Linked DNA regions of Mus musculus: regions 1, 2 and 4 are each linked to region 3. The links are chromatin contacts, called in public HiCAR-type and HiChIP or PLAC-seq maps. All regions are on one chromosome and are shown on one strand. The core of a region is the stretch at or near the end of the contact, and the rest is flanking DNA. Distances in the headings are between cores, read along the strand shown. Region 1 overlaps Gm31784 (a long non-coding RNA gene). Region 2 has its middle 27 kb from the start of Gm31727. Region 3 holds the start of Plpbp (pyridoxal phosphate binding protein). Region 4 has its middle 31 kb from the start of Gm31843.

What was found. HiCAR-type assays count read pairs that join an accessible place to other places. HiChIP or PLAC-seq counts read pairs in DNA pulled down with a chosen protein or histone mark.
Region 1: a contact with region 3 is called in a HiCAR-type map of astrocytes, with 3 times the contacts expected there. The contact joins the enhancer-like site here to the promoter of Plpbp in region 3. A contact is called at or near these places in 1 of 39 promoter capture datasets (liver) and 6 of 115 datasets of contacts at active chromatin or transcription factors (astrocytes, bone marrow-derived macrophages, embryonic midbrain and 3 more).
Region 2: an H3K4me3 HiChIP or PLAC-seq map of bone marrow-derived macrophages shows a contact between it and region 3, with 7 times the contacts expected there. The contact joins the enhancer-like site here to the promoter of Plpbp in region 3. A contact is called at or near these places in 5 of 115 datasets of contacts at active chromatin or transcription factors (bone marrow-derived macrophages, embryonic forebrain, fibro-adipogenic progenitors and 2 more).
Region 4: an H3K27ac HiChIP or PLAC-seq map of acute myeloid leukemia shows a contact between it and region 3, with 9 times the contacts expected there. The contact joins the enhancer-like site here to the promoter of Plpbp in region 3. A contact is called at or near these places in 1 of 39 promoter capture datasets (hippocampal neurons), 11 of 115 datasets of contacts at active chromatin or transcription factors (the SCID.adh cell line, acute myeloid leukemia, bone marrow-derived macrophages and 6 more) and 1 of 9 other capture datasets (adipose tissue).

Annotation. Positions count from the first base shown.
Region 1 is chr8:26,301,923-26,309,499 of GRCm38.p6, forward strand. It overlaps Gm31784 (a long non-coding RNA gene), which reads right to left. Exons shown (of 4, transcript XR_378835.3): 3 at 6,555-6,663. Among named protein-coding and RNA genes, the nearest start is that of Gm31784, 6.8 kb to the right of the region's middle. Within about 2 kb of position 3,284, at least 21 of the 459 cell types and tissues checked have an H3K27ac peak or open chromatin away from gene starts, as enhancers often do.
Region 2 is chr8:26,236,346-26,243,934 of GRCm38.p6, forward strand. No RefSeq gene overlaps it. Among named protein-coding and RNA genes, the nearest start is that of Gm31727, 27 kb to the right of the region's middle. Within about 2 kb of position 3,611, at least 45 of the 459 cell types and tissues checked have an H3K27ac peak or open chromatin away from gene starts, as enhancers often do. A contact at or near this core is called in bone marrow-derived macrophages, where this site is marked.
Region 3 is chr8:27,040,954-27,047,667 of GRCm38.p6, forward strand. It overlaps Plpbp (pyridoxal phosphate binding protein), which reads left to right and starts at 1,602. Exons shown (of 8, transcript NM_054057.4): 1 at 1,602-1,760; 2 at 4,075-4,182; 3 at 4,445-4,480; 4 at 4,971-5,046. The coding sequence starts at 1,662.
Region 4 is chr8:26,347,911-26,354,535 of GRCm38.p6, forward strand. No RefSeq gene overlaps it. Among named protein-coding and RNA genes, the nearest start is that of Gm31843, 31 kb to the right of the region's middle. Within about 2 kb of position 4,196, at least 87 of the 459 cell types and tissues checked have an H3K27ac peak or open chromatin away from gene starts, as enhancers often do. A contact at or near this core is called in acute myeloid leukemia, adipose tissue, craniofacial prominence and 1 more, where this site is marked.

The DNA.
Region 1 (7,577 bases), core at 2,034-4,533, 740 kb before region 3:
TTTCTCCCTTTTCCTCTTCCTCTTCTTCCTCCTCCTCCTCTTCTTTTTCTAGAATTATTTGTTTTCTGTATAGGAGTACACCGTAGCTGTCTTCAGACACACCAGAAGAGGGCATCAGATCCCATTACAGAGGATTGTGAGTCACCAAGTGTTCACTGGGAATTGAACTCAGGACCTCTGGCAGAGCAGTCAGTGTTCCTAATTGCTGAGCCATCTCTCCAGTCCTCGTCTCCACCCCACGCCCACCATGGTTGTTCTTACATCCAGATGTTCAAATATCGTCTAGAGTGACTCAGACTTATTGGCTGCCTACTTCTGGGGCCCTCTCTCCCTGTGAGTCCCACCATAGAGCTAGAGATGAAGGAGGATTTGGACATCTGCACTGGAACAAGTGACATAGCACTCAAGTCCACAGGAGAACAGGCTGACCTGACCCTGTCCTTTCTCGAGCCGTACCTCCCAAATTGCTGTGAGCATAATACTGGAAACCCAGGGACGAGTTTGATTTGTCTCTATTCCATTTTCTTGTAAAACAGCACACGTGCCCTCTACTCCTGATATTATCTGGTCTACTTGATGTCTATTCTCTCTCCCCAGGGCATACTCACTGTCTCTTTCTCTTGTTGAGAGAGACTGAAACTTTTAGTGCGCTCAAACTAGAATACTTGGTTGCAGAGAAAGTATGTGAGAATAAATCCAATATATACTAAGATTTTCTTACAGGACATTAGAGCAGAGTCCCCCCAACTCCGCTGTGCCATTGCTGAATTCTTTTGTGCAACCATGTTTCCCAAAGCACCACGCTATGGTGCTAACAGTAGATGCCCTGCATCCCACTACTGCTATGGGGTCGATACCTTCCATGCAAGACTGAAATCCGATGGCCTTCTGAAACGGATATGATCAACTCCAGATATAAGGAAACAGAGGTGCCTGGGACAGTTAGACCTAAGCATCTGCAGGGCACCCCCACACTATTCACTGTCCTAGAGAGCAGGTTTCTAATCCCTTGAAGGATACTGAGGACTGTGCTCCATACTCGGTCTATCTGAGCTGTTTCGTCCATCCCTCCCAGAGTGACCTGTGAATAACAAGAGTAGGAGCTTTCTGACAGAGGAAAAATCTCGACTGTGTCTTTGGTTTTTATATTCACCCTAAGGGCCTTCTTTTCTCCTCAGCTCTTCCAATACTTGATCTTCTAGTCTTAAATTGAGACATAGTCTATAACTCTCTACATGGCACTTTATGCAAATAAATGAAAGATCAAGGTATTTTTCAAAGGTCTGTTTCCTTGGGTAGGCATGGAGAACTAATGATAGTTTTGAAAAACCTTAGCAGGGATTTTCTTTTTTCTTTTTAAACCTGTGGATCCTGTAAGGCTGAGATGTTCTTTGAGCATCTATATGCGCCAGAATTTTTTTTTTTTTGTGATGCAATTTACATATGTCATCATGTTTAATCTTCGGAACTTGGACGAGTAATTATAACTATCCTTTTTAATTGATAAGAACACTGACACTTGAAAGGCTGACAGAGATGGAACTGACATTAGAGCCTAGCACTGTCTGATGACAAAGCCAGTCAATGAGGTGGCTAAGGAGATCTCAACTCTGACATGAGATCCTAGCAGTATTTCTAAGAAAATTCTTTGTCAGGCTTCTTTTGCTTCTTTTGGAAGCTGACATCAACTTCTTCACTTGGCTACCTCTTGGCCTAACTCTGTTAATCTGGACATTGGATTCATCCTGGCAAAGACCGTGTGATGCCACCGCGAACGTTTGCCCTTTCACTCTTTAAGACTAATCCCACCCTGACTTGGAATAGTCTGTTACAGGATATATTTTAGTCTGCTGCTGTGTCACGTGCATATTCTTAGGTTTTTATTAATGATCACCTAGCCTCTTTAGCTGAGTACACCTATGGGGTTGCAGAGAAAAACAGACTGCTAAATCAAATCCCACATACCCCTTTCAGGAAATGGAGGAGAGTCCCAGAAAGGAGGAAGAATGGTTGGTTGGGGCTAGAGCTTGATGCTTGGTGCGCAGGCAAAATCTCCTCCAGAGCTGATGAGCAAGAAAGGGGCCGGACTTCGCTGCCTTGACAGGAAATGGTGTGATGCTACAGCAGATCCTCAAGAAGAGGCTAGGATGATGTCATTATGGCAAGGATAAAAAAAAAAAAAGAGCAAACCAAGGACTAGAAAGTCTTCTTCCCTCCATGTTATTAACTTAAAGCAAATGATGCACTCTGGTTGTGGGGGCCCAAAGCAGATGTCTACAGGAGTGGAAGTTCATTTGAAAGCAGAGAGTTGCAAGTAGAGGTTATACACGTGCATTGCTGATGTATCCTCGCTGTCTACTTTCTTCTCCCCACTGTGTCCTTCTCTATATCAGAAGGACAGAGCATGAGGAATGTTTACTGTGCAATCCGTGCCTATGACTAATACCCTTAGTCCTATCAATACACATTCACAAGCCCACAGAAGTAGTTCAATCAATGTGAAGACCACTACCTCTGCTTGTTATTAAATACTTGTTATGCCTAGTTATTATTACTGGTTATACTTATGAATTTGCAACATTAGGCAATGCTCTGGTCATGAAAATAATCATCATTGTTCCTTCACACGTGTGCAGCATCTAGGTCTTAAATAATCAAATACATGTTTCCATTTTCATTGTTTTAACAACAACGACAACAACCCATCTCAATACAGTGATTAACATATCCTTAACTTAATGTGGAAACCTCTGGTATCCCTAACCTAGGCACACACAAGAGAGGCAGCAGCAGCTACCTCCACGCCCCCTGTGCACCTCGAAGCGTCTGCCCTCACCCGTGCCGATCCTCACACTCAGATGCCCTTGGTCCCTCTCTTGTCTTCACAGACTGTCAGCTCACCAGCCTCCTCTGATCTCTGCCCTCCTTTTCCTCCAAATTAAATCTCAACTTTTTTGTAAACCTCTGTGAAAATGACAAACTGGTGCCAGAGCTGTCTTTTAATACACAAAAGCATAAATAATGCCATCCATCAGGGCTGTCACTCAGAAAGATGGATTGCTAGTTGTCCAGACCCCCGAATGACACCAAAGCCAAAGTTAGAAAGTGTCTCACTTCTTTACATGTTCTCTCTCTCTCTCTCTCTCTCTCTCTCTCTCTCTCTCTCTCTCTGCTGGACTGCTTGATTCTGATTAATGGTCCTGTCAGGGTGGGATTCTACTTGCTCGGATAATGAGTCAAGAATGTATTCCCTGTCACAGGCACAGCAGATGTCAGGGGCAGAAGGGCTCGGGGATGCCAGAAACAATATACAGTTTCCTCCTAGTCCCCTGACAGGCCAATATGCTGCACAAGGTCTAATTTATGTAGACAAAATGCAGGCGGGGCCATAGCAACCAGAACTGCCCCCACAAAGTCCTAGCTACAATACCGCTTGCGAGCAGGGCCCACCGGCCGGGGTGGGCAGCAGTAACTGGGTCATGCACACCACAAGCGGACTCAATACTGCTGCCTCCAAAGGCCTGGACGCACCAAGAGGCCCAGGACCCTTTGACTTCATTAAGCTGCACTTTATATCATTATAGGAAGAAATCAAACAGGGCAGAGGGCTTCTGTTTCCTTCAATGGCTTGATTAGTTTATTCACTGTTGGGCTTGCCCACGATCGTCCTGGAGCTGCTAAGGAAGGTCAGGTGCTGCAGCCGGATGCCCTCCCAGTTGTGACTGCACTTGCTGGGTCTCTGATGTTCACGCACTGACACTGACTGTACGGAGGCCTTGTCATTCTACTGGTTCTTCAGGAAGCAGAGCAACTCTGCAGCAGGAATAGGGATGTGCCGTCTCCAGCCGGAGGGGCTGTGCTTGCACACAATCAACCTGTCCACATAGATTTTGTGCATATGTGCGTCTTGCTTTCTTGAGAAAAATATCCCGGGCTGTTTCATGAGTTATGACATTACAGCAGTATGTGCCTCCCTTGGATATTAAAATAAGACCACATTCTCTTGACAAACAGCCCCAGCAGTTAAACGCTAAGGACACACTAGAATTGGATAAATCAAAACCAGGCAGGGGACTGTCACCTCACTCAGGTTGCGAAGATGAGTCTCTTGTGTTTACCAATCTCCATTTTAATCTGAACCGTGTCTCAAGAGTTTTCCATTAAAAAAAAAAAAACAAAGCAAACAAACCTCAAAGACACGCTAAAACTAAAACTCTATGTATCAAGGCTCTCCATGGCTTCTAGACTTCCTTTCTACCGTGGGCTTGTTTGATCGCGTCTCTGTCTTACTTTGTTTCTGGTCTTACACATTCAGAGGTAGCAAGCATCATGATTGGGCTTCAAAGCCTGACCAACATGTCCTAAGCCCAGGGGATCTTTCTTTCTTTCTTTCTTTCTTTCTTTCTTTCTTTCTTTCTTTCTTTCTTTCTTTCTTTCTTTCTTTCTTTCTCTCTCTCTCTTTCTCTCTCTCTCTCTCCCTCCCTCCCTCCCTCCCTCCCTCCCTCCCTCCCTCCCTCCCTCCCTCCCTCTCTCTCTCTCTCTCTCTCTCTCTTTCTTTCTTTCTTTCTTTCTTTCTTTCTTTCTTTCTTTCTTTCTTTCTTCTTTTCTCTTTCTTTCTCTCTTCTCTCTCTCTCTCTCTCTCTCTCTCTCTCTCTCTCTCTCCCTTTCTTTTATTGGATATTTTCTTTATTCACATTTCAAATGTTATCCCCTTTCCCAGTCCCCCCCCCAGAAACCCCCACCCCATCCTCCCTCCCCCTGCTTCTATGAGGGTATTCTTCCACCTACCCATGCACTCCTACCTCCCTGCCCTTGATTCCCCTACACTGGGGCATCTATCAAGTCTTCATAGGACCAGGGGCCTCTCTTCCCATTGATGCCTGACAAGGCCATCATCTGCTGCATATGTGTCTGGAGCCATGGATCCCTCCATGTGTACTCCTTGGTTGGTAGTTTAGTCCCTGGGAGCTCTGGGGTGGGGGTCTGATTGGTTGATATTGTTCTTTCAGCTGACCTTTCTTATGGTGCCTTTCTTATTTTTTTCCAGCATGTCTATCCTCACCAAGTTTCCATTTTTAATTGAAAAAGCACACTGTCAATCCAGAAACTGAAGTAGTGTTGCAGAAAAGGGATGGATTCTAGAAGGGGTCAGTTAAGGCTTTGCCTGGTTGTGGGGATCAAGCCTTCAGGCCAATTACTTAACCTCTCTGAGTTCTGTCTTTGTGAAGTGTGACTGACACTTGGCCAGCCGGTGGCACTTGAGATCATGCACGTACAGTGTAGAGTATTTGGTCCTTCTATTGGTGTTCACAGACAGCCAAGTAGCAAAGAGAAGGTGGCATTTTGGGTATGCATGTTGCCCCCTGGCCTAGCATCGATCCTTTCAAAGGACAGGCTGGAAACATCAGGGCAAGCTGAGGGAATTATGTAGATCTAAGACAGTGTCTCAAGGTACTGTCTGTCTCCTCCCACTGGAACCATCCAAAAGCCCATCCCATTCCAGACATAGCTCCCCACGACTGCATCTTTCCTACAGATGTAACGTCGCTCCTCCTGGATTCACGGCACTAGGGATCTGCACATGTGTGACACTGAAGCGAGCACCTGCAATTCTTCACAACAGAGAGCAACAGGAGAGAAATCAGAAGCAGCTCCCCCCAAAGTATCCACCTCTCGCAAGGTGAAAAGCATAAACGCGTGCAGGCTGATGAGGAAAGACATGTTGCCTCGGGGGGTGTGCAAAAAAAAAATCCATTTTTTTAAATGACACACGTGTTTATTTAAATTCATTTCCTAAAGGGCACATAAAAGATTCAGCAGTACTGACCCTGGGTAGTTACCTACAGAGGGAATCACACTTACCTTGACTGTGTATTGTTTTTATATTAAGGTATAATTTAAAAATAAAATAAATTAGAAGATCAAATTAAACAGAACGATCTGATTCATTTGAACTCACCTCAGTGTAAACGCTCAAAAGGCTGAGGGTGTCTATAGCTCGGTAGCTGAATACTTTTTTGTAGGATGCCCTGGAATCTATCCCTACGCTGCAACAGAAGCAAACAAACACCTGTCTATAATGCCCTGGAATTTACTTGTGAAACATCATGCCGAAGCCAACGTTAGAATGTAAATGAGCCCTACTTTATGAAAATTCGGTATGTGAAAGCCGAGACATCAGCTAGTGTTCTGGCAAGAAGAAAATTATGGTAAAGGACCTCTCAGGACGGAAGGGCAGATGTGGAAACAGTTGACAGTGCACAAAAGTCCCAGGGAGAGGTCACGAAACAGATGTGTGCAAAGCTTTACAATTATAAAAGGATTTCCATGCTACAAATGGCTCTTTGAGCCTCAGGTTTCTGCAACATGTTCCTGGATTTGGATGCCGCACTGAGGGGGCCTCAGCAGAGCACGGAAATCAGCATTTGTGACGGTTGAGGAATATCACCACACGGTGAATAATCTGGGAGCTGGGTCGGCAGCCGGTGGCCGCCTCCTTCAAAAGATAAGCCGCAAGAAGCAATTTCCAGGCAACTTGTGGGGAAATCACTTACTTTGTAAAATGAACAGCTTTTGCACCGGCCTGGCCTTTGAGCGTGCCTGTTTTGGTTTGTTTAAGTGGAGGTCATCCATCACACGCTACGAAGTCCCAGAGCAGAGGCGCTAAGCAAGGTCAACAGAAAAAAAAATGCCAGAGTGAGCACATTGGACTAAACACCAAGAATAGCAGGAAGGGAAGTTCATTTCAAGTCCTAGTTTCTACATTATTTCCAAAGCCCTGCCTGTCCCGGTGGAAAAGGATGGTGTGGAAGCTGCTCCCATTGACATCAGACCCCCGTCTAGTGTGTACTAGCTGGTGGACCAGCTATTGTGGTAGAACCATACAGCTATCCGACTGGCTTATAAGGTTTAAGTCTTACAGGGACGAGGACCGGTCTGTTATTCAGTCATTTCTTCTGCTCTCTAAGGTGTCCCTATGAAGTCCTAATGAAAGGAACAGCTGGCACCCAGAGCTGGCTTGTCTCTGGTCACAAGCGCAATGCACATAAGTGCTCCCTGACCCACAGTTTTGCTCTCTGGAGTTTCTGTTACCCAGAATCAAGTATGGCTCAAAAGTCTTATGTGGAGAATTTTTAAAAGGAACAGTTCTTTTTTTTTTTTTAAATTGTTGGTTGTTCAGAGTACCAGATGCCTTTTGTATTGTCTTTCTCTGTTCTTCCTTTAATATGGTTCATCTCTGTCAAATACATCCTTGTACGTAAACTTCCCATCCATCAGTCACCTAGTGGCCGTCTCAGTTGCTAGACTGACTCAAGATAGCATATGATTGCATTCAAATGCTCCGTACTTTGCTTAGTAAGGGGTCCCAAAAGGCATAGTGGGACTCGCAATTTAGATATGCTGAAGAGAATCTAAAAAAATGATTCTTTTAATTGAAAATATGGAAATACAATACGACATTTTGAAAAAGATGTCACCATCAACAAATTTTTGTTACAGTACATTGTTGTAATAGTCCCACTTTTTATTATTTTCATACGAGTAGGGTTTTAAAATTAGCCTTTTATAGATCAAGC
Region 2 (7,589 bases), core at 2,361-4,860, 800 kb before region 3:
TATTTATATCTAACTTACATAGGTTTAAACTGCAATCTATGCACCATTTCCAGGATGAAAAGCCCATTACAGGTACTGTGAAATGCACCAAAACATTTGAATTTTTATGAAATAGTACTGTCAGTGTTGTGTAAGGAATATCTTTCAGATCTAAAAAATTGCATTTTCTTTCGAAAAACTCCCCATAAAATTCCCTAATCCATTTCCCCCTAATTTTAGCCCATAAAAATAAAGGAATTAAAGTGGCCAAAATATCCAGAGTTACCTGGTATTAGGAATTACCAACTCTAGACTAAAAGCATCCTGAAAATGAGACCTGCCCTATCCTTTCTCTACCAAAGGAAAGAAACTTGCATTTTAATACTAGTCATCCTGGAGAACATATGTGGAGTAGACTACTAATAAGATTGAGTCAAATGGGGAAGGGGAAGTCAGATGTGATAGTGTGGGTAAGAAGCTCATAGAAAAGAGCTAAAGACTAAGTGTATATAATATCTATGATACCTGTGATATATGGTACATATGATGTGCATAGATATGATATATATATATGATATGCATGATAGACATGATATATACAATATATGATGAGATACACACACACGCACACACCACACATGCTCTTCTAATCCTCTAATCTCATTCTTCTTTGTCTCATCATCCAACCTCATCCAAATTTCAATTCTCAGCAAGATACTAATGATTATTCAGGAGAAATGTCGCAGACATCTGGAAAGTATGTTTTAAAGACAAATCAGTAGGGAAGCTTTAGCTCAATAACTGCATCACCCACCAAGACCGACCACCATAAACCATGATCTCATATCTACCCATCTGACTGGCAATCCTGTCACAACCTGGAATTCTCTCCTTCGGCTTCTGCACTTTATACTGGAGATGTGCATGCGGTCAACAGAGAGCAGTGCTATATGTGTGTCATCTTAGCCACCCCTTACAAGCCATTGAGCAGCCTGATTGTGGTGGACACTGAAACTATCATGGCTACCCCCAACACCCAGTCCCTGGAGATAATCTTCCATGCCCAGATGCCGGTAGTGCCAGAACAACTCCGGAGGAGAAGAGCCTAGGAAGGATGAGATGAGGAAAGATATTAAATCCCCCAGGAGTAATTTTTTTATGAACATGGGTTGGGCCAGCTGTCTTCTGAGGCTTTCCAACTCTGGTAATACGATGGTGGGAATATCACCTGCAACCATTTCCTCTGGAATTACAAATCAAATTAAAACCCTGATTTTTGGTAGACGGTGTTTGGCTCTTGGAAGGAACGCTGTCAACCTAGATGAGAAAAATTTATTTAAATATGTTTTTATGTTTATATACAAACTTACATGTACTGCATGCTTTGTTAGGTAAATAGTTAATAGTACGATTACTTATGACTTTTTCAGACATCCCTCCTTTCTCCATCCTTCTCCCTAATTGGAGTCCCCCTTTTCTCTGTTTCCCCAACCTAATCACTTGTATCCTGATATGTCTCTTCCCCACCCACCTACCCCATGCTCCCCTTTCACTTGTTTAGTTTCTAAAGTTATGGGCAGGATCTGTCCTCACATCTGACGATTTGGAGCTAGGAACCTCCAAGGAGAAAGAACATGCCACATTTGTCTTCCTGGATCTGGGTTACTCAATATGATCTTTTCTAGTTCCATCCATTTACCAGGCCAGCTCCTGGAGAAGAAGCCTATAGCTTTTTTTGTTTTGTTTTGTTTTGTTTTCCTCCTTAGGATGCTTTCAATATGTGAGTTACAGAAGATTATCTTCAAGTTTCCTTCAAACCTATAGACTAACGACTGCCCCGCCCTGCCCCACCTTGGCTTTAGATTAGAAGAACATATTGAGAGAGAAGCAGGGTCTGTTCAAGGTGGAAACCCTCTCTTTGCCCCTTCTCTATTCCTCTTAAGCATTTGATTTAATAACTAACCCCATTAGATGGGTAACCAGTTCCTATGGAGTCGAAGCAAACAAATCTACCAGTTGGACTCCCCAAGAGCTTCCAGCTGTTTGACCACACCTAAAGTGTATCGGAGAGTAATTCCCACTGCAAAATTGTGGTTTTTCTTCTCACCAACAAATGGGAAAATACCTACACCTTGGTTTTGTTGGGGATGACTGATGTTTGGTACCAGGGTCTAGAGCTGGGTTGTCAGATCACGTGACTGCTGACCGCAGCTCCTCTACCTTGTATGGGATTGAGGAACCAGATGTCACAGGCACGACACAGATCTCTGTGATTGCCAGTGAGTAATGTTGGGAAAACGAAATATATTCCCATCAACTCCTTGTAGTTTTTGCTAGGATGGGAAAATGCAAAGTTCTTAGGACAAAGAGGTAAGGGAGTCATCTAGGCTTTGGTGACAAGAGCCATCTATTCAATGCATCCCCGCTTAGCAGCTAGCCTAACTCAGCACCCACACTTTTGGGCTGTTCTTCAAGGCAGAGCTAATACAAAGTGCTTCACGAATGTCAGAGGGCTACTAATAGCTAGAGGAGAAGGAATGGAAAGTATTTGAGTCCCGGAGTGTATTAAGGCAGTGTCCCAGAGATAGAGAAAAGCGTAGAAATCCATCTGGGATGCTCCACAACTCTTCCGGAGAGATTCATTCCGATGTTGGGGCTGTGGGGACAGAAAAGAAGACTCTCCAAGGGATCTGTAAGAGCACCAGGCCTCCTGGACATGTCTATGGGAAGCTTGAATGGTTTCCCGTAATTCTCTAATTACTACCCTGTCACACTGCAAGGGGAACAGGTTGGCAAACCTAAGTAGTGAACTAAATAATCTGTGGCATAATCTAAATATATAACGGTAATTAAGTCTGACAACTTAATTTGCTACTGAAATTTAAATGTACAGTAGCAATCTACAATTAAGCAATCTTTTGTAATAACACCCTGCCACCCTGGAAAATTTCAGGTGTAATGCTGTGTACTATTAGGTAGCAAAAATATTGACACTGGTAAAGCATATCCGGGCCATGGTCTGACATTTATTCAAATTAACCATGGCTTTTCAAAGGAAGAGAGGTTGGATGGAAATTATTCAGTTGCTGTTGTCTGTCAGCATCTACTTCTTCAGACACTTAGAAGTCCCTTCTGCTGATGAGAGGGTTTCCATGCACAATTAACAATGGACTCTGAACGTCAGGTACTCTGAGTCCTTTCTTGGTTGGATTCAGTAGGGAGGGAGAGGTATCTTGCACTTTAATAGAGGGATGAGTGTTACCCTAAAAAGGGCTTGAGTTTAGAAGAGGATGCTGGTGGTCAGAATGCTGTCTTGGCCAAGCTGTGTAAGTGCTTTCCTCATTTCCTGGAGTGATGTCACGGTATTGTTTAGGGATAATGTGGCAGTTACATCATTCTTCCTGCCTGACCATGTTTATTGCTCACGGACACTAGAGGGGTAGCTTACCAAAGTCTATCAGATAATCTCACTTCCTCACTTAAACTCTGTAATGTTGACCCATTCTAGGAACATCATACAGGGGATTGCAGGTCATAGGAAATTGGACGTTTTAACCTAGTTCATTCTGTTTAGGCTGACTCATTCCTGCCTTGGCGTTCTTACTCTGCTTGCTTGAATAGTGTTTCCTCATTCCTTGTTCCTCATGGCAACCAGCTGATAGCACCTTTAAGATTGTCTTCTTTCTTTCCTGTACCAGTGACTACAGTTTAGAAAAGCCTGAGGCATTCCAGAGAGAGAGGTTCTAGGTGGTGTGTGTGTTTTCTCTCTCTCTCTCATTCCCTCTCCCTCTGCTCACTTCCTCCCTCTCTCTGTCTCTGTCTCTCTCTCTCTGTCTGTCTCTCTCTTTCTCTCTCTCTTCTGAGGAGCACAGTGAAGATACAAACAAGTACTCCTATCCAGAGAGGATCTTGGAAATCCTAGAAGAGGAAGACAGCTATTCATATACTCTTGACAAACAATGGTCCTCCTCTATCAGGGAAGGTAGAATTCTTCAACCAAATGGGAAGATTCAGAAAGGATGCGCATGGAGCCATGAGGGAGGTAGGGAACCTTCCCTAGCTAGTCAGATCAGCCCAGTCAACCAAGCACTAACACCATGGGGTTATCTTAAGGATGGTGCCAGTGACAACGAGTAGAAGTTTGCCTCTTTTATAATTCATTTGAAGTAGTACTTAAAACACACACGCGCACACACACACACACACACACACCTACACACACACACATGCACTCATGCACATTTGTAAAGCTACACATGCAGTATACATGCATGCACGATTGCATAGACATGTGCACACACATGCATGCACATGTGTGAATGAAAAAGAAGACATGGAGGAAGCTGGCCCTCTGTATGGTAGGTTTCACAGCTAAGGACTGGCCCAACTGCTGATGGAAAGTATTCATGGAAAAAGTGCATTGATGCCGAACACGTACAGACTGCTTTCATCTTTGTCCTCTAAGCCACGATATTATAGCTATTTACATAGCATTTACATTATAGGCAATAGAAATAATCTAAGATAATGTTAAATGGGAGAATGTGCATAGGTTATATACAAATACTACTGCATTTTATGACAAGAGGCTTGATCATCCAAGAATTATAGCATCTATGGAAGCGTCTAGTGTCAGTTCCTGAAGATATCAAGGAAAAATCACCATGTAATTTTTTTTTCTAATTCGGAAAAAGATTTGGGATGAGACCTTCAAGTACCTTTGCTAAGATAAAGTGCCAGGTCACATGGTTTTCTTCTACCCCCCAATCAAGCCATTTATTTGCATTTATCATCTTTTATTCTTGTTATTGTCGTCTGCGTCTACAGAAGGCACTTCACGTGACTTTAATGAATGTGTTGGGAAAATAAAATATCAATGAGTCTCCAGCCACACTTAACCGAGTAAGTCGTGTTTTAAGGGGGTAAAAATTCAAGGGAGAGATCTTTATGATGCATAATTGATGTCCCAAGGTTCTTTTTGAGAATTCACAGTCAAAAGGCCTAAGGAACCAGAATGGGGCCCAGAGAGCTTAAGTGCTTGGCTAGATGTCACATCGGGCTTTTACCCAACTGGTGACATCATCTAGTGGAGCCTGTTCTCTCTGGGTGTCGGGGTGCAGGAATCATATCTGCCTTCCCTACCAGCCTGGGTTCCAGGAGAGAGGAGGCAGCCAGCGACCACACTACTCTCACTAAGAGAAAACAGGCATGGATTCTAAGGCTGCTACACAAGTTTCTGATGCTGGTTTATCTGCCCATTGCTGGCCTTGGAGCCAGCCTTCTCCTTTTCTGTGGCCACAGCAGTGTCAGAAATAAGGTGAGGTAGGTGATCACCTATCGTGCAGACACTGAGGATCTATGTCTCCATCTCAGGATCCTTAAATTTCGTGCCCCAGATGTCTCCCTTGCATTCACCTTAATTGAGGCCCTGCATGATACATGTTTAACCTGGAAATGCCTTGGGAGGCAATGAAGAAGAAGCTACCATATCTTCCACTAACATTTTTGGAAAACGAGTGCATATGAGACTTTCACAGACACAGTGGACTCTGGGAGCAAGAAATGGTGTGAAGAAAGACAGGCAAAGGAGCCATGTATGGATATTAGTGGAGTTCCACAGCACACACTGGGATTCACTATTTAGAAAGACTGAAGGCAAAGCGGGAACGCACGACGGGAGAATTTACACAGGTCGAATCGATTCAGTAACATTTTCTCAAGATTTAGTCCTGGGCATGTGGTTTAACCCGATTCAGGAATGTAGGAATATGCTCACTGGGCACTTTACAATTTGGTATATCAAAGCCCAGTGAGACTTACACCAAAGCAGACAAACAGATGTTTATCCTAGAAAACAAAGTGGCTTTCAGGGGAAGCAACCAGCAGGCTCCCATTATGGAAGCCTGGAATGACAGTGCAGCCAACTAGGAAGGAGTGCCGCATTGCATTCTGGGTAAAGACTCTCCAAATCGAGGTGTGAGCACCTCAGACTCTTTCTTGTTCCTGACCAGTAGCTGTCCATCTACCCGCAACCACCCTGAGGCTCTCAGCTCCATGTTTCATATATATTTAAATTTTTCTCTGTTTTGGAACTTCCAATGCGTCAATATGCTGCATCGTACGTGAATTGGAATAAGCCAATAAATTCGGTAGGAAGGAGATGAGCCAGCCGCTCCCCGGCACTCAGGTGACGTCATATTAGATTCCTTAACACTATTTTATTCTTCACACACATTGGAGCACGCTCTGGTGGAGAGTTGGCAGGAAGGCAAAGACCTCATTGCTCCTAGTAAGGTAAGCACTGTAGTTAAGGGTCCTGTGCTCTTTTGCTCTAACAGCATCCCTATGATGACATCACTGCTGACCGAAGCTCTTCTCTTCTAGAACATTCCTGTGATTCTTTCTCATACAGACTTCCAGGCTCCATACACTCTGACACTGAGTGACATCGGTACCCTCCGGAACCACCTGCCATAGGAAGACTAGTGACATCTCAGATATTTAGTTTAACTTTGTTTGTTTGTAGAGTGGGTTTCCCTGTGTAGCCCTTACTGGACTGGAACTCACTTTGTAGACCAGGAAACCAGACTGGCCTTGATCTCACGGAAACCTGCCTGCCTCTCCCTGCTGGGATGAAGACATGTGCTAAGATGTCAGGAACACATCTCTTGTAGGTAACAAGTTGGCGTTCAGCCCCACTCTTACCTGGTTCCACTCCCCTAACAGGAACCCAGTACGACCCTGATGCAGTGACCTCCTGGTTTTGCTTAGGGGACTCCATTACTAAGTATGCAAGGCTTGTTGAGGTGACAGGCAAAGAGGAGGAGCCAAGGCTATGCCCTCTACCCCTCTCTCCTCCATCAGACCAACCCTGCTTTCTTCTGTGGCATATATGAGGCAGTGGCGTAAGGTTATCCTGGGGGGAAAGATTTCTGTGGTTATTGGTTTGAAAACCTCCCTCAAAGTTAGAACTTCAGGTCCTCAGAAAACACACAAAGAACATTCTTTTTCTTAGTTTCAAGACAGGTTTCCAGAGCCCTGGCTATGAGAGTAGCCAGGCTTCACCATTTGTACATTCTTCTTCACTCCTTAGTACCACTCCCCGAGGATGGTCTTTCAAATGTTCTTCCAACCTGTTGCTGAACTTAGAACGCTGAGACCCAGCATCCTTTGCGGCACAGTCCATGGCTATGATTAGACCCCAAACATCTATATCCCGGATGTCCACACTAATAGGACAAGGCTGAAAACAAGTGCCCTCACCAATCTCTCTTCTTTCCTCTTCCTCCTCTTCCCTTTACCCCTCTCTCTGAGATAGAGTTTACTATAGAGACCAGGCTGGTCTCAAACTCAGAGAGATTTACCACCTCTGGGAGCTTCCGGAGTGCTGGGATCAAAGACCTGAGCCACCATTCCTGGCTAAGTGAGTTTTTTGTCTTTGTTTTTTGTTTGTTTATTTTCTGAATGGCATTTTCAAGGTCCCTCAGCTTGTCACATCTTTTCTACCACACAGCTTCATTCTGAATTGGGAGCATTTCTGGAAGGATGCATGATCTCAGAACACAGGCAGCAGCATGTGGCTGCAATGTTAGTGTCTATACCATCGGGTG
Region 3 (6,714 bases), core at 352-2,851:
TCACACTACACCTCCCTACTACCCTCTGGCTCTTAGTTTTGTTTTGTTTTTTTCCATATCCCCCCCCTCTTCCAAGAGGTTCTTTGAACCTTGAAGGAGGTAGCACAGATGCTCTGATAGGGTTCAATAGTCATTTATTTTGAGCACTTTGACCAGTTGTGACTCTGTTAATCATTATCCATTGTAACACAAACAGCTTCTTTATCCAAGGCTGAGGTCAGCACTAACCTGTGGATATAAATATTCTGAAGACAGTTTGCTGCCATGTCCATTTAGCAAAACAGTAGTAGTAGGTTCTGTGTGTGTTTATGTATATGTGCAGATAGGTAGGTAGGTAGGTAGGTAGGTAGGTAGGTAGATAGATAGATAGATAGATAGATAGATAGATAGATAGATAGATAGAGGCCCCACCCTAAATCTGTAGTATTTATAGGTCTCATTTTTACATCTGTGTACATATGTATGTATACATCCTTGTGCATGCGCACATGCTCAGACACCCTGGCATTCATGTGGAGATCTGCAGGAGTCTGCTTTCTCCTTCCACCATATGACTTTGGACAGCAAGCGCCTCTGACCCCTGACCTGTCTTATCACCTTCAATTTTTTGAAGCAGAGCATCTCTTTGACTTCACGTCCATCCCAGCCTTCACGAACCCTTTAAACTTGACCCACTTATTCCTGACTAGTACTTCCCAACTGCAGCTCCACAGCCAGCTTCTCATTAGGCTCACTCTGTAACAGCCTTCTGGGCCCTTTCAGGTTTTGGGGTTTTTTTCACTGTGGTGACAGCAGTATATGAAGAGGCATTTACCTTCAATATCATTACTCCTAAAGTCTGGGAATGGAGAGAGAGCACTTACTGCTCTTATAGAGGTTCAGAACCCAGCACCCATCTATCCACTCATCAGTTCCAGAGAGTTCTATGCCCTCCTCTGACCTCTGTGGCAGTTCACAGACTTAACGTTCAGGGGAAACACCCACACAACAAAAATATAAATAAAAATATTTAAATTAAAAGGGGGCTGGAGAGATGGATCAGTAGTCAAGTGCACCTGTTGCTCTTGCAAAGGACCAGAATTCTGTCCCCAGCACACATGATGGCTCACAACCATCAGGTCGAGATCCAAAACTCTCCTGGCCATGGCACCACAGATACGACGGTGCATGCACATACATACATGAGGACAAAACAAATCAACGCACATAAAATAAATATTTTAAAAAAGAAATAATAGCTGGGCAGTGGTGGCACACGCCTTTAGACCCAGCACTTGGGATTTCAAGGCCACCCTGATCTAGAGAATGAGTTCCAGGACAGCCAGGACACAGAGAAGCCCTGTCTCGAAAGAAATTTAAAAATGGGAAGGAGAGGGGAGGGAAGGGAAAGGAAAAGAAGAAAGGAAAAAGGAAAGGAACGGAACGGATGAATGAAAGTTACTTTAATGTCTTGGTTTATACCGGCCCGCCCAGCCCTTGAACTCCCTAGGAGGCTTTCAGTCCGGGTAACCTCCGCCTTCCCCAAGATGGCGCCCGCCTGGGTGGCCAACCTCCGCTGGGGAAGTGGCTGGATGGTGAGCGGCGATTGGACCTCTCAGGAAGGGGGCGGGACCGGAAGGTGGGCTCGGTGAGTCGCGGGTCCTCCGGGCATCCTCTTGGGAATGTTGAGAGGTGGCAGCATGACGGCGGAGCTGGGAGTCGGGTTCGCGCTGCGGGCCGTGAACGAGCGAGTCCAGCAGAGTGTGGCGCGGCGGCCGCGGGTGAGGACCGGCGGAAGGGCACTGGGGAGGGCTGGAAGGGGGACACCTACGTGGGACGAGGTGTCACGGTGACGCAGAAGGGGCTCCCGGAGGGGCGGGGGCTGCAGAGGGGATCGCTGGGTTTCCATGGCGGTCGGTCTGGCCTTGAGGATCGGGACTTGCCGGGAGGTTGGCTTGGTTGGAGAAAGGTGTTCATTTAGGGCAAGTGACTCGTATCCAGGCGTCTCGCCATTCGTCATTGCCCTCGGTACCACCACGCCATTCGTCACCACGGTACTAGAGCCCTGGGAGGGCCGTGTCCACCCGCGATCACGTGCGTTGCGGCGGCCGCGAGCCGTGGTCTAGCTGCGCGTGAACTTGACACACACAGAGCGGGCGGGAGCTGTCAGGTGCCCTGTCACAAGCGTTTGTTATTTTCGTATGGTTGTTATGTCCCCCATTGGACTTCTAGACCGGTGCCAGTATCTGCTTTTCTCCATGCAAATTAAGCTACGTTATGTGAAGTGAGACAGAAAAAAAAAAAAAATCAAACACCTTTCCTTTCTGATCTAGTGTTCATGGTCTGAGATTTCAAAATGATGCCTGAAAACCGAAGGCTGAATTAACATAGTCTTCTCTTACCTGATGTCTGGGCATGTCCAGTTAACTACTCTAGCCCTAGCTAGGGTTCCTCACAGGGGAAGGAAATTAAGAGAGCCTTGGGAGTTCCTACCACCTTCCTGGTACCGGAGTTCTCGGGATTTCCCTAATGCAGCCCGCCTCGGGAGTTAGGCCTGCTTGACCGATTTGTCTCTGGAAGCCTCCAGTTAGTTCATCATCACACTAGGAATTAGACACAGTCAGTCCCTCAGAAGGAGGCAGCAGGAGACCGTGTGGTAATTGATGTGACGTCTCCAAGTCCTTGAGAGCACTGTGGTTCTGTGACAGTCTCAGAAACGGTGGGGTAGACGTAAGGAAAGCAGGGAAACCCTTCATTTTATGTAATGGATGTGAGGAGACTTTGCGTGAATCTAATCCTGAACACTGAGTTGTGGGTGTCTCGTTGTCAACTCTGCTGACTGTTGGTTGATTCATAGACTGAACAAGGCAGTGTATGTCTTTATCTCAATTGAGCCTCTTCCAGGGTGAGTGGAAGCGTTATTAATAATTACATCAGGACCAAAATGAGTTTCTAAACTATTTACCTTCGTGTATCAGAAGCCAGAAGTGACCTCCCTGCTAAACAGGATGTTGCCTTCCCTTCATGAAGGATGCTGCTGGGTTTTGTTTTACTTTGTTTGTATGGGTTTTTTTGGTGCTAAGGATACAACTCAGAACCTCACAAATGCTAAGCAGACCTTATGCCACTGTTACTGTATCCTTGATAAAAAATTTGTGTGTGTGTTACATTTATGTATGTACAAGTATGTGTGAATATGTGTTATATGCATGTATGTACAAGTGCATGTGTGTTATGTGCATGTATATATAAGTGTGTGTATATATATATGTGTTATGTGCATGTATGTACAAGTGCCTGTGTGTTATATGCATGCATGTACAAGTACATGTGTTTGTGTACACGGTATACTCATATGTGCAAGTGCACATGCCATGAGTGCACACGTGGAAGCCAGAGGTTGATGTCAGGCATCTTTCTCTATCGCCCTCCACTTTATGCTTTGACACCCTGCATCTGGAGCTAGCCAGACAGCCAGCCCCAAGGATCCACCTGTCTTGCCCCCATCCCCACCCTGCCACTGGGATGACAGACAAGGGGTACAAAACTTGCTTTTTATATGAATATTGGAGTCTAAACTAAGGCCCTCATGCCTACTTAGCTACCATTTTCCCACCAAGCCATCTTACTCACTGCAAACCCTTAAACCTCCAGCACTGATTGACATGCAAAGGAAATCCGCAGGCAGGGTTGGAGCTCCGTGGTGTAGCACCTGTCTCATGTGCCCAAACTCCAGGGCTCTATATTCAGTACCAAAAAGAAAAAAGGAGAGTGGATCTTATTAGTGCCAAGCTGAGATCTAGGCCGGTCTATTTTACAATGTGTGTTATGTTGGTAGTGGTGGTGTTTGTTTGTTTGTTTTGTTTGTTTGTTTGTTTGTTTGTTTTGTAATGCAGGGTTTCTCTGTATACCACTGGGATGTTCTGGAACTCACTTTGTAGGCCTTGCTGGCCTTGGAACTCAGAGATTTGCCTGTCTCTGCCTCCTGAGTGCTGGGATTAAAGGTGTTTGCTACCACGACCTGGCTCTACAATGTGTATCTAACTGGGACAAGATTCCACACATTCACTCATGTGGCTCCTTCTCTCTTGGCAGGACCTCCCAGCCATCCAACCCCGGCTCGTTGCGGTCAGCAAAACAAAACCTGCAGACATGGTGATCGAGGCCTATGGCCACGGCCAGCGCACTTTTGGAGAGAACTATGTAAGATTCCTCTTATAAAGAACTGTTGGGCTGGGCGGTGGTGGCGCACACCTTTAATCCAAGCACTTGGGAGGCAGAGGCAGGCAGATTTCTGAGTTCAAGGCCAGCCTGGTCTACAAAGCGAGTTCCAGAACAGCCAGGGCTATACAGAGAAACCCTGTCTCGAAAAACCAAGAAAAGAAAGAAAAAAAGAAAAAAAAAAGAACTGTTGGGAGAGTAGTGACTACCAGGCTTCTGACTCGTTCTGTTCTTTGCTCTTTAGGTTCAGGAACTACTAGAAAAAGCATCAAACCCTAAGGTACGTTAGACATAAGAAGTGTTGCTTTTGTTTAGAAGCCTTAGCTCTTAGCTGAAAGTTACACCTATGTTGAGGGTGGAATTTTAGAACAGAAAGCTGGGCTAGGGATAGAAGCCGTCTGTATTTCCACTGCGCCCTAAATTTCAACTTCTATTAATATTCTCTTGTGTGGCTGTTAGTGAATAGTGATTTTAGGAAAATCCTTGGAGATTTGAAAGCATAAACCAAAGGGTATGGGATGCAGCTTTGAGGACATAAATCATTTATGCCTTTCATGGATTATTTCTGAAAATGACAGTGAATTGATGGGAATGAGAAGGGAACCAGCGCCAGGCTTAGATGCCTCTGCGTTTCCTTGTGTCTCAGTGGGAGATTGGCCGAAGAGAGGGGTGGCAGTTTATCATTCCCAGGAGAGCACAGAAGTGAAGGACATCTGAACTGACAGAGCCGCCATGACATCGCTATCAAACGGTCCCCTTCTTCTCTTCAGATTCTGTCTTCCTGTCCCGAGATCAAGTGGCACTTCATTGGTCATTTACAGAAACAAAACGTCAACAAACTGATGGGTAAGGCAAAACTCTCAGCACAAAGCCAGGCCTTCTCTGTGATTGTATGGCTTACACCACCGTCTAAGTAAGCAGCTTTGAGAACACCCCCAGCTCACCATTTGTGTGGCGGGATTTCTTCAAATAAAACATCGTGAAATAGTAAGAATGAAGTGTGGGGACTGGAGGGTGTAGCTCAGCAGCAGAGTGCTTGCTCCTCATTTACAAGGCCCTCGCTCGGTCCCCAGCACCATAAAAATAATTACTAGTCACAGAAAGATTTGACTGTGTGATGTGTGAGGTTCTCAAGTAACCATACTTACTCCTCTCAAGGTATCAAAATGTAAGAAACTGTATGGGTTTTTTTGGTGGGGAGAAAGGCATAGGGAGAGGCAGATTGTGTGTATAGAGGTTAGAGCAACATGGAGGAGTTGGGTCTTTCTTCTCATTATGTGGGTCCCAGGGATAGAACTTGGGTTGTCAGGCTTGGCCGCAGGCACCTTTCCACACTGAACCATCTTGCCTCCCCTGGCATTTATTTTTCTTAACAGCTTTGTCAGGGTAAAATTGAAAAAAGCTTATCTAACTACAATAAATGACACAGACTGAAAGTGTCTGACTTGATCAGTTTTGACAGAGGATTACAACTGTGAACTGGTACAGTAATTAAAATAGCAGGCATCTATCCCATCATCTTGTCCCCAGAGGCTCCTTCCTGTCATCCTGCTCAAACGTTCCTTGTCTGTGCCGCCGCTGTCATCCCCATAGTTCAGACTTTGTGTAAGTGGAGTTAGAAAAGAAAAGGTCTTCCTTCTTTCTATCCTGACCCAGGGCTGACCTTTATCTCGGTACGCGGTCCTTCCATCTTCCTATTCTGTACTATTGCACTGTATTTACATAGCACAGTGTTTCCACTCACACTGACGAACATCTAGGTTACTTCTAGTTTGGGAGTATTACAAATATGCTGCTGTGCAGATGTGGTGGCACAAGCCAGAATTCCCAGCACCCAGGGTTAATAAATAAGTGTGATAAAAAATAAGGCAAAAATTCAGACCATTCTTTTTTCAACTCTATCCTCTCCTCTCCCATTCCTTGTTTTCCTGTTGCAGAGTTCTCTGCTTGCTTGTTTTCATTTCTTCTCTGGGCATGGTGACACACAACTCTAATCCTAGCACTCTGGAGACAAGGGCAGGCAGATCTCTAATAAGAGGCCACTGGTCTACACAGTTTCAGGCCAGCCAGAGCTACATAGACCCTGTCTCAATAAAATAAAAATAAAGGCCTGGAGAGACGGCTCTGAAGTTAAGAGCACTTTCTGGGTTTGGCTACCCAGCATGCTTATGTCGGCTCACATCTCTTTCTAACTGGAGTTTCAGGGATCCAAAAGCCTCTTTGGCCTCCTTAAGTACCAGGCACAAATGTGGTGCACAGGCCTACAGGTAAAACTCCAGCCCCAGATCACAGCACATGTTTGCACTGGGGTCCCTGTTAGTTTTGTTGCTGTACTAAAGACAATGAACAAAAGCAACTTAACTTGGGAAGAAAGGGCTTATTCGGCTTATACTTCCACAGCAGTGAAAGAAGCCACGGCAGGAATCTGGAGGCAGGAACTGAAGCAGATACCATGGAAAAATGTCGCTTACTGGTGTGTTCCCCAGGGCTACTGTCTTATACACCAAGAGTGCC
Region 4 (6,625 bases), core at 2,946-5,445, 690 kb before region 3:
ACCACTAAAGCCAGCAGCAGCAAAGGGAATTCCAAAGACTCACTGTATAAAAAGTTCTTCCTTTCGTGGCGGAGGGTGGAAGGGCAGGGTCCTGTCTGGCTTCGTGAAGGGCTTTTCTGAGTGTCTGGTAAGGCTAGCTGCAGGGGCCTTTCAGAGTAAACCCGGCAATGAACCTTAGGTATGACCTCCCTCAGGACCACAGAGGAAGGGAGCTGCTTTCAAGGTGGGTCAGGAACCCAGGCAGCCTTTATATCCATGCATCCCAGAGAATGCCCACAGATTTGGGGTCACCTGGGGGTCTTTGGGCCACTCTCTTGCTCTATACCAGAAGTGTGTACAATCACTAGGCGGTCTCTCCTCTCTCCTCTCAATGTACCTGAGTGTGTACATTTACGTAAGGCTCCTGCAGTGAGCAGGGAAAAGATTAAGGTGAGGTAAGAAGATGTCTAAGCTGGGAGTGGAGGTACACACCATTGACCCCAGCCCTGAGGAGGGAGAGGCAGGGCATCCACTGGGAGGAGGTTCTTTCTTGCCTTCATGTGGGTTCTGGGGATATCCAAGTTATACTAGAATGTTTCTAAACACAACAGATATTTACATTCGAACTATTTGCCCATTTCACTGTCACGGAGCATCCCAAAGATGCAGGGAGATATTTAAGGGTTCAGTTTGGAGTATATTGACCCTAAATCAGTGGTTCTCAACCTTTTTAGTCCTGCAGCCCTCGAACACAGTTCCTCAGGTTGTGGTGACCCCTAACCGTAAAATGATTGTCTTTGCTACTTTGTAACTATGACTTTGCTACCATCATGAGTTATAATGTAAATATTTAGAAAGACAGGCTTGCCAAAGGGGTTGAAAGTTGCTGCCCTAGACTGATACATAAATAACTCTTACCATGATGGGCTCAGACCACTGGCTAATGCATGTGGGTATCAGCCAGTATTTTCCAAGCTTCCATAATTGTCTTAGGGATCGGTACCCCAAATCAGTATGTCTTTTATCATCATCTTTTGTACCTTGGTGAATCTTGGGCTGGTAAATTGTCCAGTGGCTCAAAGACAAAGCAAGTAATTTCTGAGTGTCCCGACCTTGCCCCAGGCCTCCTGGACTTAATTCTATTAGCCTGAATCTATTCCTTGCGCATAATCTCAGAATCGGGCACAGTATTTTCCTGTGTTACTTACTGTCAGGATTGCAATTCCCATTATTATTTTATAAATCAGGGCTTTTACCCTAACAATGCAGAGGGCCAGTTTTGGTGGTGATTGTACTCTAATGGACCAATCTGGCCGCAATTGCGATATAAATAGACGAAAGCACTTGGTTAATTTCTACAGAAATTAGGATAGCAGCAAGAGCAAATATTGGATGGAGGGAGACAGCATCCACTTAGGCTGCAAGCCAAGGTCTTTAGAAGAGCACGGATTAGAGGCTAAATTCCAAATTTAAAACCTTCTGCTAACGGCTCACTCAGTTTCACCCACCTCTCTCCATGAAGGGCTTGGACCCAGAGATCAACAGATGGTGGAACCGTGTGGCACTTCCCTTTTGCCGGAGGCATCTCAGAGACCCTGGGCAGCCCGAAGGAAAAGGCGAAGCCTACTGTATACGGGGTTCACCTACAAACCTAGCACCCTGTGTTGGGAGGTGAGGCAGGCTTTTTTTTTTTTTTTCCTTTTTTAGTGACTGCCACTTCTATGGTGCCTGGTAAGGCTAGCTGCAGGGCCCTTTGGAGGGCTCTTTAAGGTCATAATGCAGAAGACTGTCACCTGCGATGGGACACTGAAACACCAAGACTACAGCCCCTCACAGGCCATGAAAAGCACAGGCTACCGCTTGGGTTGTTGGCCAAATATGGAGAAATTACCAGGGGCCTAACAAGCAGCTTAATGGGTGTAGTCCATTATTACAGGCCAGGGCCATAGGAGGCTTCCATGAAATGTATTTGGGGTGGAATTTTTTTTTTTTTTATCATTCCAGCAGCTACACAGGAGAAAAGGGGGTCACACCCAGAGGATCTGATCTGGTTTTTCTAAACTGGTCTAAGTTCTCCTGTTTAAACAGCCAAGTCAGCCCTAGTAGGCAGCAATGTATTGATTTTTTTTTTTGGCACTGCCAGAATCAATCTGAACAAAGCCATTCAGCGCTACGTAGAAGCCAGCTGAACTCAGACAAGCAGGGTGGACTCTTTCTGTTAAGCTCTTGAGCAATCAGCAAAATGGCTTCGATGCTGTCTCCACTGAGGAAATTACATATATAACTGTAACCCCCTGCTTTCAATTTCATCCCAGTTCCTTACATCCCCCTTACTTCTACCTCTATACTCCTGAGCCCCTGAGAAGATGGCAGCAGGTAAGAATACAGGGTGATGAGAGGCTCTTGTATGCACTGTCAAAAGTCTCTTTCGGTAGGATTATGAACCCCTGACCTCTGACCCAGGGTTCAAAGGCAGATTGATTATTTCCTTGAATAAAATTGATTGTCCGGTTGTACATTATATGGATATTTTAAGACTTTCCCGACTAATACTATCTGACCATCAGCTTACCCCCTCGCCTCTTGATAGTCATAGACCTTTCTAGGTGGATCCATGCTGACCGTTAAGACAGTTTTGGCTTTTTCCTTCCCTGCTCCCTGTGGTAATATCTGGGTTTATCATGTAATATTTCTCAGAACTCCCCGAACATTGGTTGACCCAGAAGGCCAGTAGAATGTAGTATTAACATCCTCAGGGGTAGTTAAGTTGCTTTTATGTAGCTGTGACCAAAAAACCCATGAGAACAACTCACCAGAGGGGAAGAAGGGGGAGCTTTCTGGCTCACAGTTATGTGGTCTTATGTGCTTTGGCGGAATATCGCAGTGGTAGGAGAATGCAGCAGAGGGACCTCTTCGTCACAGGAAGGGACTGGGTGGAAGCCCTAAGGATCTGACCCCATGACCTACTTCCTGTAGCTAGGGCTCATTTCCTAAAGTGTCTAGAACATCTCAAAATACCACCAGTTGCTAGGGGTCAAGTGTCCATCAGATGTGCTCCCCGGGGGGGGGGGCATTTTGTATCTAAACTGTAACTGGGCAAGACAGGGCATTTCTAGCAGCTGTTTGTCTGTTGGCTGTCTATCCTCTCTATTTGGCAGTTTCCTCACCAAAGGTTCAACAGGCTTGAGGTGGGTGTCCTCTCAGGTCTCCCCTACTGCTCGTTTTTCGTGACACGCTCTGCTAAGGCTCTCCCAAGGCTCCCCCAACCCTCTTCCATCCTCTTCAGCAATTTTGTACCAACTCTGATGTTCTGACCAGCATGGTTTGACTTCTACAGAAACACCACCCTACCAGATAAGATGAAGTGCCCGGAGCTCTGTTAGAGTCAATTTTGTGCAAGGTTAATGTGATCTCCCTCATCCTGGCCATTGAAGTCCTGGCAATTCTAGATTCTTCATGCCCCAGGATGCCCTGTTGGTGCAAGGGTTAATACCACCTGTCAGAACCCCACGGGGATTGGACTGTGTCTGGAGGTAGTGAGTTTTAAACATCTCATGCTAGAAGACAGAACGTTTCTTTTACTTTAGCTTTTATTGGGACTTTAAACGTAGCCAAGGCATTAAAGAAAGAGGAAGGGGGAAAAATAAACTTGGAAAGCTTTTATACTTTTTGTAAAAAAAAAAAAATCATTTCTTTTTTTTTTTCTTTTTTTAACCATTACCCAAATCTCCTCCAAACACACAGACCCTACAGTATCCCTATTAAATTATATAGAGCGAGTCCAGCCCTTGACTGTCAGCGGGGCCCATCATTCCTAATTTATCGCCCCAGGAAACACAGTACAATTATGGTAATAAATAATAATAGGATTCAGTACATGACAACATGAATGATGGAGCCTCTCAGAATTCATTTACATTGCTTTGTGTTGCAATCATCGTGCCTCTAATGTAACGCCAAGCAAATGAGCCCCTTTGAATATTGTGCAATCTATCGCAAGTCAACTGGCACAAAACTCACTCAATAAATCATGTTCAAACACATGCCTGTAATGACAGGTAAATCAACAATGAAGTAATTGCATTTAATGTATTGAAATACTGGACAAAAAAAACCCAGTGACCTCAAAGTGACTTTTTGTAAAAGGTATGATATAGTTGCAGAGGGAGAGAGCTCTCCTTCCCGGGAGTCTTGCAGTGCTCAGATGCACACGCCATTGCTGAGGCTGCTGTCCCTGGGCAAGCCCTGATTTACTGCCTTCACTCCGCAGTGAACACCGGAGCAGGCTGCCAGACACTTCAAGAAGGTGTTTGCCAGCATGGATGAGAGAGTCACAAGCTCCAAGCAGCGCAACCTCTCCTCCACCCGGGCTGTCGCCCACTCAGAAAACCTTCTGAAGGGGGCAGGGAGAGCGCTGTGTCAGGAGCCAGAGGGATGTGGCTCCGCCCTGCTCCGGGACTCAACTAGATTGCTCTACAGCTTTAGCCAAGCTCTTCCGCCTTTCGGCCCTTTATGAAATGAAGCATCTGGATCGTCATGTCTGAAATTCACTGCAATTCTAACATTCTCTGAAGCTCTGATTCCAATTAGGGCGGGGGGTGGTGTCTTTGCTTTTAAGCGGAAAATAAAAATAATAAAAGCCTGGGCTCTTCTTGCCCCCGAGTGTCGGAGGCACTGGTTTGAATCAGCGTGCATCTCTTCATCATTGTTTCTGTCGCCGAGGACCTGTGTGCTTCTAATTTCTGTGAAACTTGGGCCCTGCCCCTTTCTGGGCAAGCAGACAAGTCTGAAAATAGGTCCCCAGGGGTTGTGTGGATGGATAACAGACAACATGGAAATGACAGCCTTCCCTACATTCCCCATCCTTTCCACCCCAGCTCCCCTCTTCCCAGGGACCATGTCAAAGAGAGATGAAGCAGAGCCTCTTCGAAGCCAAAGGCCACTTAAGAAACTTTTCCGCTCTTGTAGAAAACTCACTCTTGGCCGAAGGCTGCTCCAGATCAGCCCTGCCTGCAGTGTCTGTCCCTCCCCACCCCTGGCCCCTCTCAGTGGAGCCAGCTGGTTTTATATTGCTCTGCTATGAAGAAGGGGGATGACGGAGGAGGAAATCACACTACACTTTGAGGAGGAAGACCTGGCTAAGTTCAAGCTCGATGATTTACTTGAAAGGTGGCTTTATAGATGTCCCTTCGTAGTTTTGTCCACTGTTCCATCTGTAAAGCCATGGTGCTATTTTTGGTGGCTCCAACCAGGTTTTTGTAGGGAGTGTGACAGACAGATGCGAAATGGTCTTTGTTGGTTGTAAAACACAATATAAAACCAATTTTTTTTTATGATGATAAGGAAGGAAAAAATATCTGAGACAAGGGCTGCCCTCAAGTAACGCTTCTTACCAGAAAATTATCTTAGTTATTTAACTGGGTATTGTTCTCATCTGAAACTCCTATGGGGTGGGGATGAATAGAGGAGGAGCTATGAGGGTCTGGTCTGCATCATTCTTAACTTAGAAGCCCCTTGAGCAACAATAACCAGCATTTACTAAGTGCATTGATAAAGGATGTCTTTTCTCTCCTTGAGTAAATTATAATAAAATGCTGTAAGGAAGTTGCCATAAACATATTTGACATATCTCTCAAACACACTTGCCTGCTGCGTTCTCTCTCCTTGCTGAAATGGCATGTTTTCTTTCTTTTTGTTTGTTTGTTTAGGCTTCTCTACCCAAGGCCTCTACTGGAATGAAGCAATCACAAAGCCTTTAATTCCCACCCAGACGCCTTCCAAGATGAAACTGGGCCACAGTTTTCCCAGACAACAACAGTCCAGAAAAAGAAAGCTATCTCATTTCCAAGAAGGGGGGAGTCCAGGGAGCTGGACAAACTCACAAACATTCATGGTGGAGAAGGAAGGAAGTCATGGCTGACTGACCCATCAAAGCCCTTGAATAATTGCCGATGGGTTTCTTGGTATGATGTGCCCTAAACCATGCCACTCTCTTCTGTTTGTTGGTCCATCAAGAACTGCAAAGGTTGGCTCAGAGACCGCCTGCTACACTCTTCCACAGCTGTGTCCCTAGCTCCCACTCGATTTGACTCAGAAGATGTCAACTTGCAGAACAAAGGCTTAGTGAGCAGAGTTGGTGGATGGGGAGCAAAACTGAGGCCTCCCCCCCCCCCCCCCGGGGTGGGAGGGTAAGAGCCAGGAAGGTTCCAATCCTATAAAACTGTTACAAGTTTTAGGAGGTAAATTTGTTCCCTTAAGAAAGGAATATTGGGAATTTTGTTTGTTTGTTTGTTTGTTTGTTTTAGCTGATCTGAGGACCCAGGCAACTTTCTTCTGCGTGTCCAAACACTGTGAAGGATTCAATTTGGTCCTGCAGGAGAGTCCAACTGGTATTTGGCAGGAAAAAAAAAATCAAGATACCCACTCCCAACTTCTGAGGTTCAAAGGTCCCAACACCATAAGCAAGCTGAATTTAGGACTATGAGGTAGCGATCACCCTGTGGCCTAAGGCAAACTTAAACTGATGGGACAGACTCTAAGCCAGCTTCAACTCAACATACTGTAATGTAAATACACATTTATAGAAAGCAATGGATTTTAGCCCATCAGTAAAAGTGGCTTGTAGATGCCCCCTCCCAAATCCCCA